Regions from separate parts of the Sus scrofa genome. Here region 2 is linked to region 1. Evidence: chromatin contacts called from public promoter capture Hi-C data. All regions are on one chromosome and are shown on one strand. Each heading gives the region's core, a stretch centred on a gene start, on an enhancer-like site or on the middle of the called end of the contact. The rest is flanking DNA. Distances are from core to core; before and after follow the strand shown. Region 1 holds the start of DESI2 (desumoylating isopeptidase 2). Region 2 holds the start of EFCAB2 (EF-hand calcium-binding domain-containing protein 2).

Evidence for each region. Promoter capture Hi-C pulls out the DNA fragments that hold promoters and counts their contacts.
Region 2: a promoter capture Hi-C map of liver shows a contact between it and region 1, with 5 times the contacts expected there. The contact joins the promoter of EFCAB2 here to the promoter of DESI2 in region 1. A contact is called at or near these places in 1 of 5 promoter capture datasets (liver), 3 of 47 Hi-C or Micro-C datasets (liver and skeletal muscle) and 2 of 2 datasets of contacts at active chromatin or transcription factors (alveolar macrophages and skeletal muscle).

What each region holds. Positions count from the first base shown.
Region 1 is chr10:17,362,701-17,367,047 of Sscrofa11.1, forward strand. It overlaps DESI2 (desumoylating isopeptidase 2), which reads left to right and starts at 2,966. Exons shown (of 5, transcript NM_001097419.1): 1 at 2,966-3,245. The coding sequence starts at 3,204.
Region 2 is chr10:17,555,683-17,559,667 of Sscrofa11.1, forward strand. EFCAB2 (EF-hand calcium-binding domain-containing protein 2) reads left to right here and starts at 2,542. Exons shown (of 6, transcript XM_005653792.3): 1 at 2,542-3,723. The coding sequence starts at 3,332.

The DNA.
Region 1 (4,347 bases), core at 1,716-4,215:
CAGGCTCTCCAGCCCAGGGGACCTGCACCAGGAAATGAACCCCCATGATGTCTGGCTTTGAAAACCAGTGGGGTTTACATGTGGGAGAGCTGCATGGCTGTGGGAAACCGAGATTCCACTCGTGACGGTCTCGCCCACCAACTTGCTGGCTTCCAGCCCAGAGGCAGCAGCTTGAAAAGCACCTGGGTCATCCAAGATTCATTGACTAATTTTACGATGGGTGCCAGAGGGCCAGGCATCTGGTAGAACTTTCTCTGGCACTGAAGCACTGCAGGAGCCATTTTTTTAAAAAAAAGTCTCCTACAGGAGTTCCCATCGTGGCTCAGTGGTTAATGAACCCGACTAGCATCCATGAGGATGCAGGTTCAATGCCTGGTCTCTCAGTGGGTTAAGAATCTGGCGTTGCTGTGAGTCGTGGTGTAGACTGGCAGCTATAGCTCCAATTTGACCCCTAGCCTGGGAACTTCCATATGCCATGGGTGTGGCCCTAAAAGGACAAAAAATAACCATAGTAAAATAATAAAAAATAAAATAAAAAATCTCCTTCCATTTAGTTGGCCTGACGCTGGCAGGAACCATTTCTGTCACTCATGATGAAACCAGCTGACATATCACGTGCCCCACACCAGCGTTTTCATGAGGACCCACCCCATCCAGACCCTCCAGAGCAGCTCCTGAGCCACTCCATCCAGTATGCAGCTTTGGGCCACAATGGCTCCCCTCCAAAGAGGCTCCTGCTCCAAGGAGCCCACCCTGACCACAGTGTGCCCGAAGCAATCACAGCCTAAACACAACAGGCAGGCACACACAGCCCACACAGGGGATGGCCCCAGAGAACCTGGCTCTGGTAACCACAGCAATGGCCCCACAGGATACCCTTACGTAAGGCCACTTTTCAAGACTGGGGGCGGGGGGGGGGGGGGGACACTCACATACCTAGTACATAGAAACAAATACAGAAAATTAGGTAACATGAGGAGACAAAGAAATACCTTCCAAGTGGAAGAATAAGTAAGATAATAACCTCAGAACAATATCTACAAAACAGAGGTAAGCAATTTACTAGACAAAGAGTTTTAGAAAATAGTCATACAGTCTCCTCAATAAGTGGTACTGGGGAAGCTCCCATGTGGTGCAGCAGAAAGGAATATGACTAGTATCCAAGAGGATGCAGGTTCGATCCCTGGCCTCGCTCAGTGGATTGATGATCTGGCATTGCCATGAGCTATGATGTAGGTCGCAGACGCGGCTCGGATCTAGCATCGCTGTGGCAGTGGTATAGGCTGGCAGTTGTAACTCCAATTCGACCCCTAGCCTGAGAACTTCCATATGCTGTGGATGTAGACCTAAAAAGCAAAAAAAAAAAGGGGGGGGGGAGGTGCTGGGAAAGCTGGACAGCTACATGCAAAAGAATGAAATTAGAACACTAACACCATACACAAAAATAAACTCCAAATGGTTTAAGGAAGTATGTGTAAAACCAGATGCTATAAAACTCCAGAGAAAACATAGGAAGAATACTCTTGACATAAATCACAGCAATATCTTTTTTTTTTTTTTTTTTTTTTTTGCTTTTTTGGCACTCCCGGATATGGAGTTAGCTAGGGTAATCGAGCTGTAGCACCGGCCTATGCAGAACAGCAACATGGATCGAGCGCTCTGAACTATACACAGCTCACGCAACGCGGATCATTACCACTGAGCAACAATCGAACCGACTCATGTTTAGTCATTGTTAACTGCGACACGGAATAGCAATATCTTTTTGAATCTGTCTCCTAGCATAATGGAAATAAAAACGAAGGGGACCTAATTAAACCTAAAAACATTTTTTTTTAATTTGCTCTGCATCTAAATGACCCCACATGGAGGTTCCAAGGCTAGGGAACTACAGTTGCTGGCCTACACCACAGCCACACCAGATCCTTAACCCCACTGAGCAAGGCCCGGGATTGAACCTGCATCTTCATGGATCCTACTTGGGGGATCTTTAACCGCTGAGCCACGAAGGGAACTCCTGCTTCTCCCTTTTAATGAGCTGTTTGTTCCCTGATACTTGCAGAGCTGGCTTTTTGTCGTTTAGATGGCCTTAAACCTCACCTCGTCAATGAGACCTTCCCACTGCATCACTCCATCCCATTTTAACTCTCTACAAAGCACATGCCACAGATATTTTGCCCTTCCTCCTGTTTATTTCCATATTCCCCCAAGCCCTAGGACACCGCCTGGCAAAGGGCAGACACACAAGTATTTTTTGAATGAATGCAATAGCACCTACCACGTCCTAGGGTTGTGCTAGTCTATGAGTACTGTATTCTTTTCCCATTTCAGCAGGATGGTTTCATTAAATGTAAAATTCCATATTAAGGATTAACTGGATGCATGTTACACTCTTTCCCCCACCAGTAACCTGCCTTCCTCTATTTCCCCATCCTTCTGCTTACAAAAAAAAAGTGAGGATGGATTTGGAAAACAGGGTCATCACTATGGTCTTTTGCCACGCTCCGATGCTTTCATCGAGCTCAACGCGACAGAAAGTAACTGCACCTGCAGCGGAAGGCGTTGCAGGTAGTTCTCACTGCCCCGCAAGGGCGGACTGCAAGGGCTAAGGCACAGAGCGCAAGCACTGCATGCTGGGAGCTGTAGTCTCCTGGGGAGGCCTGGTCCACAGCACCGGGCCCCCGCCGCATGCTGGGAGCTGTAGTCGATGGCTAGCAACACGCCGCGAAGACCGTCCAGGGTTGTTGAGGCTCCGCCTCTGTGCTTCCTCACTGCATGCTGGGAACTGTAGTCTCTCTAGGACCCCGGGCGCAGAGGTGCGGGGGCTGCGCCATCTTAGATCCGAGCGCGGCACTGGAGGCTAGAGCGCAGGCGGGCCCAGCCCCTGCGCCGGCCGGCCCCGCCCCCGGGCGCCTGGCGCCCGCCTCTCGCTCGGGCCCCGCCTTCCCCCACGTGTCTTCCACCGGGGGAGGCGCCTGAGCCCTAGCGGGCCGCCAACGGTCCGGCCCCGTCGGCGCAGAGGCTTCTGTCCGCGGCACCCGGGAGCGACCCGGTTCCCGATGTTCCCGCGCCGGCTGCCACGGGCCGGGCTGTGCGGTTAGTGCCCGGCTCCGGCCCCCTGAGGCGCCCGCGGGGGTGGGAGCGGCCTCGGCCCCGCGGAGACGGAGCGGCTGGAGGGCGAGGCGGCGGCCGCCGGGAGGAGGATGGGGGCTAACCAATTAGTGGTGCTCAACGTGTACGACATGGTGAGTGAGTACGGCCCCCGCGGGCCGAGCCCGGCCCAGGCCGGCATCCTCTCGCCGGTCGGCTCGGACCCGGCCCCACGCGTTTCCTGCCTGGCGTCGCCGCCTCCCGCTTAGTTCTCCGGGGTGGGGGGAGGGGAGTAATATTTTCTTAATCCCCGCCGACGTCGGCGCGCTTTTTCGCGTAGCCCAGGCTGCCCTTGGGCTTTGGCCGAGATTTGGTTCGCCTTGAACCTCTCGCGTGCCCCGACGTGGCTCGGACCTTGAGCTGGGCCCCACTCCCTGGCCGACGAGCCGAGTCCTTTCCACGAAGCTTAGGTCGCCGGTCGGACTTCCCACGCCACCACCGGGGCTCCGGGGCTGCCCTGCTTCTCCCACTCGATTTGCCCGCTCTCCCCTCCCCTCTCCTCCTGCCGAGCCGCACATCTCTGTTCATGCCCAAGTCCTTGGAAACTCCCAAGCCCCTCTTAAGTCCAGAAAGTCACCGCTTGTGCTGGAGACTGACTTCAGAGGTGAACAGGAGCCAACACACCCCTGCCTCCAAGGCAACCTCATTAAAATGAATGGAGGCTAAAATTGATCCAGCAGATAGTCCGGCTGCCTTATTTAGGGATCCTGATGGTGCTCCTTTCCTGGATTCTGGAGACCACTTTCCGGGTGATGCAACAGGTATCTGACGTGACCACAGGAGAGGGACGGGAAGAACTTGTTTGTTATGTCATCTGCCTTTGGTGTATTCTAAGCCCACAGAATCGAGTCCAAGGATCGGTTTGCCATTGAAACACCCAGTACAAAATTATTGTTGCAGTTAGAGGCATGCTTGGGTTTGTATGGCTTTGGGTTGATTAGTTTTTGCTTTGTAAGCGGTTACCTCTCTTTGCGTTGTTTAAAATTTCTTTTCGGATTGACCGAACGTTCCCATCATTGTTTTTGCTGGATGCAAAAGAACAGAAATACTAAAGGTCGGGAGTCTTGTTCTCCTTCATAGACCTAAAGTTTTGGTTCTCTTGCATTGTCTTTAAGTTTTTAAATTTCCAGTGTCGTATCTTGGGTAGAAGAGAATTCCCATGCCGCAATCTGGGAATTCGTGAGAGTAGGACATAGC
Region 2 (3,985 bases), core at 1,292-3,791, 190 kb after region 1:
TGGCCCTTGCTTTTCTTTTTTTCTTTTCTTTTTTTTAATGGCCACACCTGCGGCATCTCAACGTTCCCAGGCTAGGAGTCAGATCAGAGCTGCAGTGAGGCCTACACCACAGCCACAGCAACTTGGGATCTGAGCCGCATCTGTGACCCACACCACAGCTCATGGCAACATGGGATCCTTAACCCACTGAGAGAGGCCAGGGATCGAACCCGGACCCTCGAGGACACAAGGTTGGGTTCTTATAACCCGCTGAGCCACAATGGCAACTCCTGCCTTCGCTTTTCTGGTTTAGACCTAAGCTTGTCTAATATCCATGCAGGGGATCAAAAATAACTTTTCAATTCTGAATTTCCAGAAAAAAACAAAAACAAAAACAAACAACACTGTGAAATTCTAAATGAAAAAATTCCTTAGCAGCAAAATATTAATTATATTACAAAGTTATCCAATCTATATTGAAATATATTCTGAGGAAAAAGAAATATAGCTGTAATTAATTTGCTATTGCCCAAAGTAAGCTAATAATGTTTAAAAAGCATTGAAAGAGTAATATAATCAGAGGTCAGGTTTCCAAAACCAAAGAAAAGTGGAAACCTCCAGCAAGCATCAGCGTAGTGTCTGCATTTACACATTGGCGTAGGTGGCTTTTGTCACTTGGATGGTAATTTTTTTTTTTTCACTTTGTGGAAAGTTTTCCAGACTAATTATTTTTAGGACTAATCAGCCAATTAGTCAATTGAAAATATTAAGCTCCTAGTATGTGTCCCAAGTTGGGACAGATACTGTGTATATATAAAAGGTCTAGGAGTTCCCGTCGTGGCTCAGTGGTTAACGAATCCGACCAGGAACCATGAGGTTGTGGGTTCGGTCCCTGCCCTTGCTCAGTGGGTTAAGGATCCGGCGTTGCTGTGAGCTGTGGTGTAGGTTGCAGACAAGGCTCGGATCCCGCGTTGCTGTGGCTCTGGCGTAGGCCAGTGGCTACAGCTCCGATTCGACCCCTGGCTTGGGAACCTCTACATGCTGCGGGAGCGGCCCAAAGAAATAGAAAAAAAAAAAAAAAGGTCTATATGTTGGGCTCCAGTCTTCAAATCTAATTGGGGAGGGAGGGGTTAGTTAACATACATTAAGTATTTTTTTATCATTTAAATTAGAGAAACAATGTTGTCTTAAATGTGCTGTTGGCTTTCGGAGAAGTACAGATTAATGTGGCTTGAAATAATCTAAATAATAAAGTTTGTTTCCCATTAAGTCTTTGAGAAGACTAAATTTTGTCCTAATTTTATTTATTTATTTATTTTTTTGCTTTTTAGGACTGCACCTACAGCATATGAAGATTCCCAGGCTAGGGGTTGAATCGGAGCTACAGCTGCCGCCTACACCACAGAGAAATGCAGGATCCAAGCCGGGTCTGCAACCTACACCACAGCTCACGGCAACACCGGATTCTTAACCCGCTGAGCGAGGCCAGGGATCGAACTCCTGTCCTCATGGATACTAGTTGGGTTCGTTAATCACTGGGCAACGAAGGGAACTCCACTCCTGCCCTAATTTTAAAAACGTACATTATTTCTGGGAGTTCCTGTGTGGCTCAGTGGTAACAAACCCAACTAGGATGCATGAAGCTGCGGATTCGATCCCTGGCCTCAGTCATCAGGTTATGGATCTGGCATTGCTGTGAGCTGTGGTGTAGGTCACAGATTCAGCTCGGATACCATATTGCTGTGGCTGTGGAGTAGGGCGGCAGCGGAAGCTCCAATGTGACCACTAGCCTGGGAGCTTCCATATGCCTTGGGTCTGGCCCCAAAAAGAAAGAAAGAAAAAAAAAAGGCATTATTTCAAACATGGAGAAATTGTTCTAGGCACTGGGGATATATGGACAAATAAAGCACAACTTGTCCTCAAGAGCTTACCTTTGATAGGCGGAAAGAAATAAACAAAGTCATTGCAAATCACTGCAAGAGGATTTACCAGTAGGGCACCTCCAAGGAAAGGGTTGACAGGGAAAGCTTCAAGTACTTGACCTTCAGGGATGTCACTGACGACAGGGAGAGGACAAATGTGTGTCTGTGGGGGGGTGAATACTGGGAGGGGAGAGAGAGAGGAGGGAAAGGCATTCCAGAAAAAGAAAACTGAAAGCAGCGTCTGAGCCTGTAGGGAACCTGAAGCTGGGGTTTTCCACATTTATTTCAAAGACCTTCATCATCTATATGGAAAGAGGGGTCTTTTAAAACATATAACTAGACCATAATGACTATGAAATTTAAATATACATGCTAATGATTACTTTCCCCTATTTTTCAGCTGTTCACAATTATATCCCATGTATGTAAGAATCTATCTTCAGATACGAGCCATTTTGTGATGATTCAATTGTTTCTAGTCAATTTCAAAGGGAATGATCAGAGCACCACATGAATATCTTCTACAGAAAAAAATATTTTAACAAAGATTATTAGTCAACTTAAGGTTTTAAGGGATTACAGAACTAGAATAAAAGGAGCATAAAAACTCAGGTAATAAAACCGTTTGATATCTTATATTTTGAAGGCCTCTTAATATTTAGCTAACGGCTTATAAACATTCACATAAAATCACATAAATGAATACACAGATGCACTTAAAATCACCTAAAATTCGTTTTAAAATATATATATTCTCTTGAACTACACCATTAGGGATATTATTCAAAAATCATTTTCGAAAGAAAACATTCTAGTAAGCTTTCCCTTAAAAAGAGAAAAAATTTCCCATCATGCTACAGCTTCAAAGTTTCAGAAACGCTTGATTTCAAACTTTCCCTGGGTACCTTTAACGGGTGGTCTGGTCAAATTTCACACCTAAGCACATTTCCACCTACTAACGGTGAGCATAACAGGGGTACTTTTTTGTTGCTATGAGAACCTTCTATTTTGTATCCGAAATCGCAGCCTTGACAACGCAAATGTTTGCGCCTGTTTTACACATGTTTTTCGACTGCGATTCCGCTCCTCCTAGTAATAACAGCCTAATGGCTCTGGTTTCCTCCCGCGCCGGCCCAGTTTTCCGTCCCAGCTCCAGCTCTCGGCCGCCGCCTCTGGGAGCGGGAGGCGAGTCCTGGACGGGAGAAAACCGAGGGCAGGAGGTGGGGCAGGTCCGGCCCCTCCGTGGCCTGCGGACGCCAAGCGGAGGCGGCGGGATGGCGGGCTGCTTTTGTCATCCCTCGGGAGCTGAGCTCTGCACCCAGTTCTCCAGCTGCGTTTAAAAATCTGCAGTAGGAAAAAAAAAAAAAAAAAAAATCGAGCAACGCCAGGTCCAAAGAACTGGAGGGGAGGGGGAGTGCAGTGTGTCCGTGATGTCCCCAAATGATCAGAGACAAGAACAGGAGGGGTTCCAGGCTTTATTATTAAATACTTCCTCCAAGCCAGAGAAACCTGGGCTCAGGCCTCGGTTCTGGAAGGAGGAGGATGATGTGAGGGACGGGGCGCGGGGGGCGCGTCCAGGCTTCCGGCCTCCAGGGCGTCAGAGGGTCGTGGCGGGAACGGGGAGGGCGCGCGCTCGGAGCTTCCCCCCCACCCCCCGCTCCAGGGTCTTTTTCCCTTGGGATTCGGAGATGCCCATCCTCCGGGCTGGCCTCGCCGCGGGGCAGGAGGGGGCCGGGGCGCCGCGACCTCGCCTAGCGACCGGCCTCTCCCGGGCGACGGCGCCGCAACAAGATGGCGGACGACAGAGAGAGGGAAGGCACAGGTAAGAGGCGCCGCGGGAGCCCGGCCCTCACCGCCCGCCGCGACCCCGGGCCGCGCGGAGGAGCTCCGGCCGGGGTGGGTCTCCCTGCCTCTGGGGCCCCGCCCTCAGCGAGACGCAGACTCAGCCGCAGCCTGCCGCGCGCCCGGCAGGGGAGGGGAGGCCCCCTCCCCCGCTCCCGCCGGCTTCCCCGCCCCGCCGCTCCGCCCTCCCGCCCCCTCCGCCTCGCCCCTCCTCCGAGGCCGAGCCTCGCTTCCTGCGCGGG